Regions from separate parts of the Mus musculus genome. Here all the other regions are linked to region 3. Evidence: chromatin contacts called from public HiChIP or PLAC-seq and Micro-C data. All regions are on one chromosome and are shown on one strand. The core of a region is the stretch at or near the end of the contact, and the rest is flanking DNA. Distances in the headings are between cores, read along the strand shown.

Region 1 (2,700 bases), core at 175-2,674, 530 kb before region 3:
AGATGAGGCCGATGAGTGCCAGCACCAGCCCGAAGAAGACGTAAGAGGCTTCCAACTCCGGGCCGGCGACGTCTATCCCTTCCCCGCTCTCGTGTGCATCGCCGTCGGAGCAACCTAGTCGCGCCTCGTCCAGGTCTATCAGAGGCCGGTCCAACAGTACGCGCGGGGAAGCGCAGCGCAGGCGGCGCGCGTCGGGTACGCGCTCGGTGGCGTTGTGCAGCCAGGCCAGCAGGGGGCGCGAGGTGCACCCACAGCTCAGTGGGTTGTCCGCCAGCAGCAGGCGCGGCTGGGGCAGGTCGCCATCGCGCTCAAGCGCGCTCAGCTCGTCCGGGCCCAGGCCGGCCAGCGCGTTGACACGCGCATCCAGCTGCTCCAGGCGGGGCAGGCGCAGCGCGGCGAGTGGCAGGCGGCTCAGCGCGTTGCCTACCAAGCCCAGCAGGCGAAGCTCGGCCAGGGGGGCCAGAGCGGCGTCCAGTGCATCCAGCATCCCGGGGCTGCCTCGAGCCAGCGCGTGATTGAGCTGTAGTGAGCGCAGCGCAGGCAGCCCGCGAAAGGCGCGGTAGCCCAGGGCGCGTAGCGGGTTGTGGCTTAGGTCGAGTGCCGCCAGGCTGGGCAACCCGTCGAAGGCACCGTCCTCTACTACCTCGATGTTGTTGTGTGTGAGGCGCAGCGCGGTAAGGAGCGGTAGGCGCACGCCGTCCGTCGCCCCCTCGCCCCCTCCCGCGAAGGCTGCGGCGCGCAGCACGGTCAGGTTGGCGCCCACGATGGTGAGGTTGCGCGCGTCGGGTGGCACGTCCCGGGGCGGCTGCCGGAGCTCCGCGCCCGACGCGCAGCGCAACATTAACCGGGGGCTGCCGAAGCAGTAACACTGGAAGGGACAGGGCGCGGCGGGCCGGCTCAGCGCCGCCGCCAAGAGCAGCAGCCCTGGCAGCGGGCTCCAGAGCCCCCGCTGTCCCGCGCGCGGGGCCATCGCGGCCGTCCCCGCATCCAGCCCCCGGCCCGCAGCGCTCACCAGTGAATTGGGAGCGTTTGGAGATGATGGGATGGGGGTGGCACGGGAAGGTGGCTGTGGGCTAGACCTTGACCCGGAGCAGCTGACAGTTCCGACCGGTCCGTCCTCCAGCTTGTAAAGTCCGAGGAGCCTTCACTTTGATGGCTGGGGGCTACAGGGGTCAGGCGGGGAGCGGAGCCCCCCGCCCTCGCTGCCCTCGTCGCCCTGCGCTCCGGCCTCCGACTTCCGCGGCTGTTCCGGGCTCCGAGCCGAGTGGGCAGGGTTTGCCTCCCCCTCCCCGCCTCCTGGCCGCCTCCTCCGCCCCCAGCGGAGTCTCCGCACCTCCTCGCAAGGGAGGCGGGGTGGGAGGCTCCGGAGATGCAGGCTTAGGGCCGCTGCGCTCTCTTGCTCCCCTGCTCTCTAGTTCACGAGCTGCTGAGAAGTTTGGCTCCCCAAGCTCTGACTTGCTTCTTTCCCCACCCCCTTCGTTTAGGCAGCTTCTTTCCTCCTCCCTCCGAAGCACACGTGGGGCGGGGCCCTCAGGGCTGACCTGGCAGGTGGATCTGTGCACCCAGAGAAGGTGGGAGAGTTTAGAGCTGTCCCTAGAAAAGGAGGCAGGGCTGAGGGGTGGGCTGACAAAGTTACTCTTCTTGTAGTCAAGGAAAGGAGCTGTGCTAAGGGAGCGAGCCTGGAAAATCCCTAGCCTTGGATGTCTCCTTTGCGAACCCAGTTCCCTTAGGCTGTGTCTAAAACTCTGCAGGTCCTGTGTGTCCAGTCTTTTATCGACCCTCTTCTATGTTCTAAAACACCCTCTGTCCCCACATCTCCCGCGCCCTAATTCAGGCTGCTCTGCCTCTGCCAAGACCACTCCCATTGGTTCCACCTTTCAGGCTGGGCCCCTCCTAGGCTCAGGGAGCGGTGGGTGGAGTGATTCAGCTCTTTGCTTGCCCACCCCGCCCCAGCACTGAGTACTGCCAGGATACTGTGCCCCTTCCCCTCCAAATTGCCCTACCAGTCAATATTGAGTGGTGTGCCGGTTGGGGAGAGGGCTCTAGGAGCAGGAAAATCAGGAACTGATTTTGTAGTGGAGGGTGGGGGTGTGGTAAAATCCAGGGCTGAGGTGGGGGCTGAGCTGTTAATAGGCTTGTTTTGTTTTGTTTTGTTTTTCTTTCTTTCTGGGTTTTACTTATTTACTTTTTTTTTCCTCCAGAATTGAGAAGCTCAAGACCTGATTTAAAGAGACAGACTCCAGAGGAGGGAGCATTCCTGGTCTTGGCATGAATTATTCAGGTTGGAGAAGCTGACATTTGATCTGCAGGCCATTCGAGTATCTTACTTGGCAGAGCTGGTTGGGATAGAGGCTCCCCTCCTCCCCATAAGCATCAGTCAGTCTCTTTCTCCTGAACTGAAGACTACTGGTTGGTTTCTTCCCTGAAGTTGCATTTAGAAGATCGACCAGCAAATTGAAACCACTTTCTGAGGCATATCCTGCATTCCCTGGGTCTCAGGCAAATACCAACACTAAGGACCAGGCTGGTGATCTTGCTGGACTCCCTCAGCTCATATTGACCTAGTCCTGTCTCCATGATAACCTCCAGATGCTAGCAGATGACAGTAGTAGCTTTTAGAGCTGGACATGTCTGTATACATGGCCACCTGAGTTTACACACGTGTGCCTCTACACAAAAAGGCAAACTTTACACAAACAG
Region 2 (2,716 bases), core at 197-2,696, 620 kb before region 3:
ACGAAGCCCCCGTGGAGAGTACAAGACCAGGCCTCTTGATTTTGAGCTCACAAAGTTTGCTTCCTGCTATCAATAGAGAACCCTACTCTGCTCCTTTCAAGAGCCCCCCACAACGGCCTGCAGAAGGGTCAGGTGGCTTCCTGCTCTGCCCTGGTTGGAGGAAGGGAAGATCCCAGAGGCTAAGAAAGGGCAGGTGAAGTTACAGACCTTAATCCACTTCCTCTTAGCTCTTACCATTGCCCAGATGTGGACCACCCTGCCTGTCCATTAGCCTCTACCCACCCCTCCCCAATCTGGACATAATTATAGTCATTATCCTGGGATATTATTACCAATTCTATAAACAGCACACTCTATGTAAACAGCATAGGTAACTGCTTCTGAACATAATTACAGGAGATGTTTCCAGACCCCGCAATTGCATCAGAGTAAATGATAGCTTCCTTTCCTATCGTTAATACTCCGATATTAGGGACCTATCAGTGCCAATTAGTCAAACTCCAGCAGTGAGGGGCTGAGGACCTTACATTCCTCCCACTGCCTCAAGATCCCTTCTAGGAGAAAATGGATTCAAACCCTTTCCTACCCCTTCTTAGCCTCTGAACTCTACCCTCCCACTGCACACCGGCTACTTCTCCAGGGGTAGGAAACGTAAGGAAAGTCAAGGTTTCCAAGGATACCAAGAAAGCTGCAGACAGTAGACTCTGCTGGACACCGCTGTGTGCAGGTGTCTGCCCGCAAGAACAAGCAGATTCCTTCAACAATTGAACAGGACATCTGCTGGTCTTAGGACCCAGCCAATAGACCTGAAATGGGCTGAGTGGTGTCCAGAGTCATTACAGGCACCTAAGCTAGGCCTGGGTGCTATATCAATGATGCTAGATGCTACAGGCCACCAGCTAGTTGGCTCTCGGTCCCTTCTTTATCTCCTGTTCTCACTGCTTCCTCTTTCTGCCTGCCCCTCCCCTTTCCACTCTCATCTGCTCTCCAGCATTGCAGTCCGCTGCCCGCCCCCACCCCTTCTTCCTGTCCCTGTTGTGTCGTTGGGTGGTATCTCTCCAGAAGGGCGGGGGTGGGGAGGGTGGAGCAAAGGGCGAAGGCCTGGCTAGGCTTTTGGAATCTTTCGCTGTCCTCACACAGGGGCGCCTCTGAGGCTGGGCCTTGAAGTCTGCGGATTTTCCGCTTGCTTCTATCCGCAGACACAAAGGCCAGTCCTGGCGTGCGCGGGAGAGAGCGCTCGCACCCACGACTGTGAGCACACATACACAACTGCACAAAGACGTGCTACCTCTACACACACACACACACACACACACACACACACACACTCTCTCTCTCTCTCTCTCTCTCTCTCTCTCTCTCTCCACACCCCACCTCCCGACAGGCTCGCGCGCACAGCCGTGCACACGCACCAGCACTGGCACGCGCTTGCGTGCACGCGCTCCCGTGGACCAGCCGCGGCCGGCCACGCAGCCCTCACTCTCTGGGCGCGCACACGCAGAGCCGCGCACGGAGGCATACACGCGCGCTCACACCCGCACGCTCCACGCCCCTGGCGGCGGCCTGGGCGCTGTGCTGCTCGAGCGACGGGCGGGGACCCGGGCGGGGGCGGCGGCGGCGACAGCGGAGGAGGCGGAGCGGGGTAGCCGGGAGCGGGCTGGCCCGCGCTTCTCCTGGCGGCCGGGGATTTTCCAGCCTGGACGCTGACGCCGCGGACCTCCCTGCGGCCGCCGCGGACCATGGGCGACAAAGGGACACGGTGAGTGCGGGTGGCCGCCCTGTCCCACGCGCGCGTGGGGACGACCTGGGCGAGGGCACGGGCGGAGGTTCCAGTCAGCGTCACCCGGGATCTGGCACTCTGTTGTCCTCCCAAGTCTCTTGTGTGGTTCTCTGGCCAGAACCATGTGTACCGAGGCACCCAGGGTGGGCCACCCCATTGGGTTCACGGCTCCTGGCCGAGACGAGCTCACACACCCAGCCCTGGTCGATAGACTTCAGGACGCTCTGGGGCAGGCTGACACACAACACACAAGCTCATAAACACATGAGCACCCTTCTGCAGGCACACACTGACAGTCGTTGCCACACTTCGCATTTGTGACACGACGACGTCACATACGGTCTCTCACGCACACACCAGTCTGTCAACACATTCTTGCTGTCAGTCCTGTTAGCATACACAGGTCCCACTCGAACACGCACCAGCTCTAACAACACCCTCGTGTTGCTACACACATGCGGGCATACACCGACATACGTAGCCTGGCACTTGGGTGCTGCAAAGCACGGTCTAAGCTAGTACGTGCAGTCTGTCAACCCTCTCTGACGTGACACGATGTGGCCACAGGTCTTAGTGACACATCAAGGCTAACCACACACATGCAAGGCATAAAATGCCTGCAGGGACTGACATCCTCAGAGCAGTGGATACACTCACTTCTGACTCCTCATAGCAGGGCCGGGAACACAGGTCACAGAGTGGAAGGCTCTGAGACCTGGAAGGCAGGTCCCCATTCACATGGCTTTCTTCCCCTCTGTCCTCCAAAGCACATAGCTAGGGGCTCCATGTAGCTGAGGGAGGGTGACGGGAACTGTTTTGTAGAGCTTGCCTTGAGAGGAAAGGTTAGGCCCTCGAAATGGAAACTAGGTCAAAGTAGGAGGGCTAGGGAGGGGCAGGGAAGCTCGTGGGGTCAACCCTTATGACCAGACTGGTTCA
Region 3 (2,700 bases), core at 70-2,569:
AGTGTTACTGGAGCTATTAACAGTCAAAGTCCATCCCAGCACGTAGGAGGCAGAGGCAGGAGGATCTTCTGTGATGGAGGAGGGAGGGGAGAACCTGCATGGCAGAGGTGGAGGGGTTCAGAGAGTGAGAAAGTCCACAGTGCAACGATGTAGGCTCAGGCTTTAGGCCGATATCTGAAAAGGAAATAAAGAAAAGGGGAAAAAATTAGTGGTCAGTGCAGATCTGAGATTATGTCCCAGGTTAGAATACCACACCAGAGACACACAGTGTGGTTAGAAACAGGGGCTGGTTATTAAAAAAAGAAAAACACTCCCAAGAATGGGCGTGAGCTAGTGGGCTAAGTAAAAGCCTTGGGGACTGAGGGCTCAGGACCCTTTATAAGACTTTGATAAGACATCTACCTCTCCAAATTGTAGTTCTGGGGACTTTTCTGGCACATTCTCTGTTGTATAAAGCTCAGGTCAGGAAGGGTTTCTGGGCCAATTAATCACAATTAATCTTGATATTCTGGCTTCCCGTCCCCTGTCCTTCCCTCGGCTTCTGGGACTGGGTTGTATGATGACTCAAGCTGGAGCTCCCTTCAGAGATCAGGGCTTCATAATGGAAGCAACTCCTACAAAGGTAACGGTGCCTTCCCAGGAGTAGCTTGTTTTTGTGACCCATCTATGTAGGATGTCCCATTTGCTTTAATCTAGAATAATTCTAATGGGTCAGGCCAGACTCGGAGCATTCCTGGGGGATAGCTAAGGAAAGAATCTAATGCAACTATTTCTCTGCTCAACTACAGCTTCTGCCTAATCCTGTTTCTTTCAAGTCTTATATATCTTGAAGTACCTGCTACGTCCCACACCGATCCACAATAAACCTCTTTGCACACTAGTCTCCCTTTCAGTTTTCGAGGAACTCAACATATTACTGAATTCTGTTTTTCTTTCCATCATTGAGGAAAATACGTAATAAATAAATTAATTAAATTAAAAAAAAGAATTTACATGGTGAAACAGAAAGACAATTTCTGAATATTGTCAAAAAAAAAAACTTTAATATTAGCTTGTCAGCTGTGAACACCTAAGCTTCCAGGGTTGGATCTTCGTTTCTCAAATACTCTACACTGCACGGTCCAAGTTCCTGCAGAACACAGAACATACTAAAAAATGATTATTGGAATGAATGGGTGGTTAAGACCAATCCTGCCTGGACTTCGGGTCACACAGGTAGGCGGGAACTGAAGCTCCACTCGGGCTGAAGCTCAGGGGCGTGGCCCAGAGTCCCCGCCCCGAGACCCGCCAGAAGGCGTGGCCCACGCACGCCGCCTCCCGCGCGATGTCGCTGCCTGTGGTCCGGCTCGTTTGGCTTGGTCGGGTGCACTACTCGGAGCTGCTGGCGTTGCAGGAGCATTGGCTACGGCGGCTACAGGCAGACCCTCGCCCTGGGACCCTGTCGGGGACCAAAGCGGGTGTGCTCTTGGTCTGCGAGCCAGCGGGGCCCGTATACACGGGCGGGCTACGCGGTGGCCTGACACCCGAGGAGACTACGCGGCTGAGGGCCTTGGGCGCCGAGGTGCGCGCCACCGGCCGCGGCGGCCTGGCCACTTTCCACGGCCCGGGCCAGTTGCTCTGCCACCCGGTGCTTGACTTGCGGCTCCTAGGCCTGCGCCTGCGCACCCACGTGGCGGCGCTGGAGGCGTGCGCCGTGCGACTGTGCGAACTTCGGGGCCTGCAGGGCGCCCGCGCGCGGCCGCCGCCCTACACTGGCGTCTGGCTGGGGGAGCGCAAGATCTGCGCGATCGGTGAGCGCGCCGGGGCGGGACCGGGGCGGAGCCTGGGCAGGGCTAACATCGGGGAGCGCTGGGCTGGACATGAACTCTGGGCATGAGCCACTGACCTCCCTCATGGAGCTGAGACAAAAGAGTCCTCTAGTTCAGTATGAATTGCCAGGTTTCTTCCTGTGACTCATAACGGGAGACAGGATGCCAAAATTTAAAACTTCCAATGCAAACGCAATTCTTGTGTTAAACGAATCTCGAAAATAAGGGCAGCTGATGTGTAACCACAGCCCCCACCGCCATTGACTTAGCCCCCAGATCCAGTCAGTGTTCCATCCAAGTTTCAAGGGATTGTGCCCAGGCCTCCTTACCTTTCAGCCCCAGAGGGATCCTGAGGCTCCCAAAGAAGGGAAGTATAACTATGCTAAGATATTTTGGCTTGTCTTGCAGGAGTCCGCTGTGGAAGACACATCACGTCCCACGGCTTGGCTCTGAACTGTTCAACCGACCTCACATGGTTTGAGCACATTGTGCCTTGTGGACTGGTTGGAACTGGAGTCACTTCCCTGAGTGAGGCGCTTCAAAGACTTGTCACTGTGGATGAAGTAATGCCATCATTCCTTGTGGCATTCAAGGAGACTTTCAAGTGCACGTTAATCTCTGAGGACAGCCCCAGCTGAAGGACATTCATTCACCTTATCCTTGGGATGATGGTTCTACAATAGAAAGCTTCTAGTCTGACTGAGTCCCCAGAACTACTCTGATTCACTGACCATGACAGGCCCTGAGCAATTGCTAGTCTGACTGAGTCCCCAGAACTACTCTGATTCACTGACCATGACAGGCCCTGAGCAATTGCTCCCTGTATCTCCTCACCTACCTCAGACGACATTATGAAAATACTATGAAAAGTCACAGGCTACCTAAAGCATCC

What was found. Hi-C and Micro-C count contacts between places; a contact is called where the count stands out from the background. HiChIP or PLAC-seq counts read pairs in DNA pulled down with a chosen protein or histone mark.
Region 1: a Micro-C map of embryonic stem cells shows a contact between it and region 3, with 4 times the contacts expected there. The contact joins the promoter of Tpbgl here to the promoter of Lipt2 in region 3. A contact is called at or near these places in 1 of 484 Hi-C or Micro-C datasets (embryonic stem cells) and 1 of 9 other capture datasets (adipose tissue).
Region 2: a FOXA1 HiChIP or PLAC-seq map of pancreatic cancer cells shows a contact between it and region 3. The contact joins the promoter of Arrb1 here to the promoter of Lipt2 in region 3. A contact is called at or near these places in 2 of 115 datasets of contacts at active chromatin or transcription factors (large pre-B cells and pancreatic cancer cells).

What each region holds. Positions count from the first base shown.
Region 1 is chr7:99,625,679-99,628,378 of GRCm38.p6, forward strand. It overlaps Tpbgl (trophoblast glycoprotein-like), which reads right to left and starts at 1,425. Exons shown (of 1, transcript NM_001195529.1): 1 at 1-1,425. The coding sequence starts at 970.
Region 2 is chr7:99,534,040-99,536,755 of GRCm38.p6, forward strand. Arrb1 (arrestin, beta 1) reads left to right here and starts at 1,447. Exons shown (of 16, transcript NM_177231.2): 1 at 1,447-1,759. The coding sequence starts at 1,740.
Region 3 is chr7:100,157,958-100,160,657 of GRCm38.p6, forward strand. Lipt2 (lipoyl(octanoyl) transferase 2 (putative)) reads left to right here and starts at 1,320. Exons shown (of 2, transcript NM_026010.2): 1 at 1,320-1,790; 2 at 2,217-2,700. The coding sequence starts at 1,325. The coding sequence ends at 2,446. Gm51452 (a long non-coding RNA gene) reads right to left here and starts at 2,219. Exons shown (of 2, transcript XR_003946658.1): 1 at 2,138-2,219; 2 at 1-174.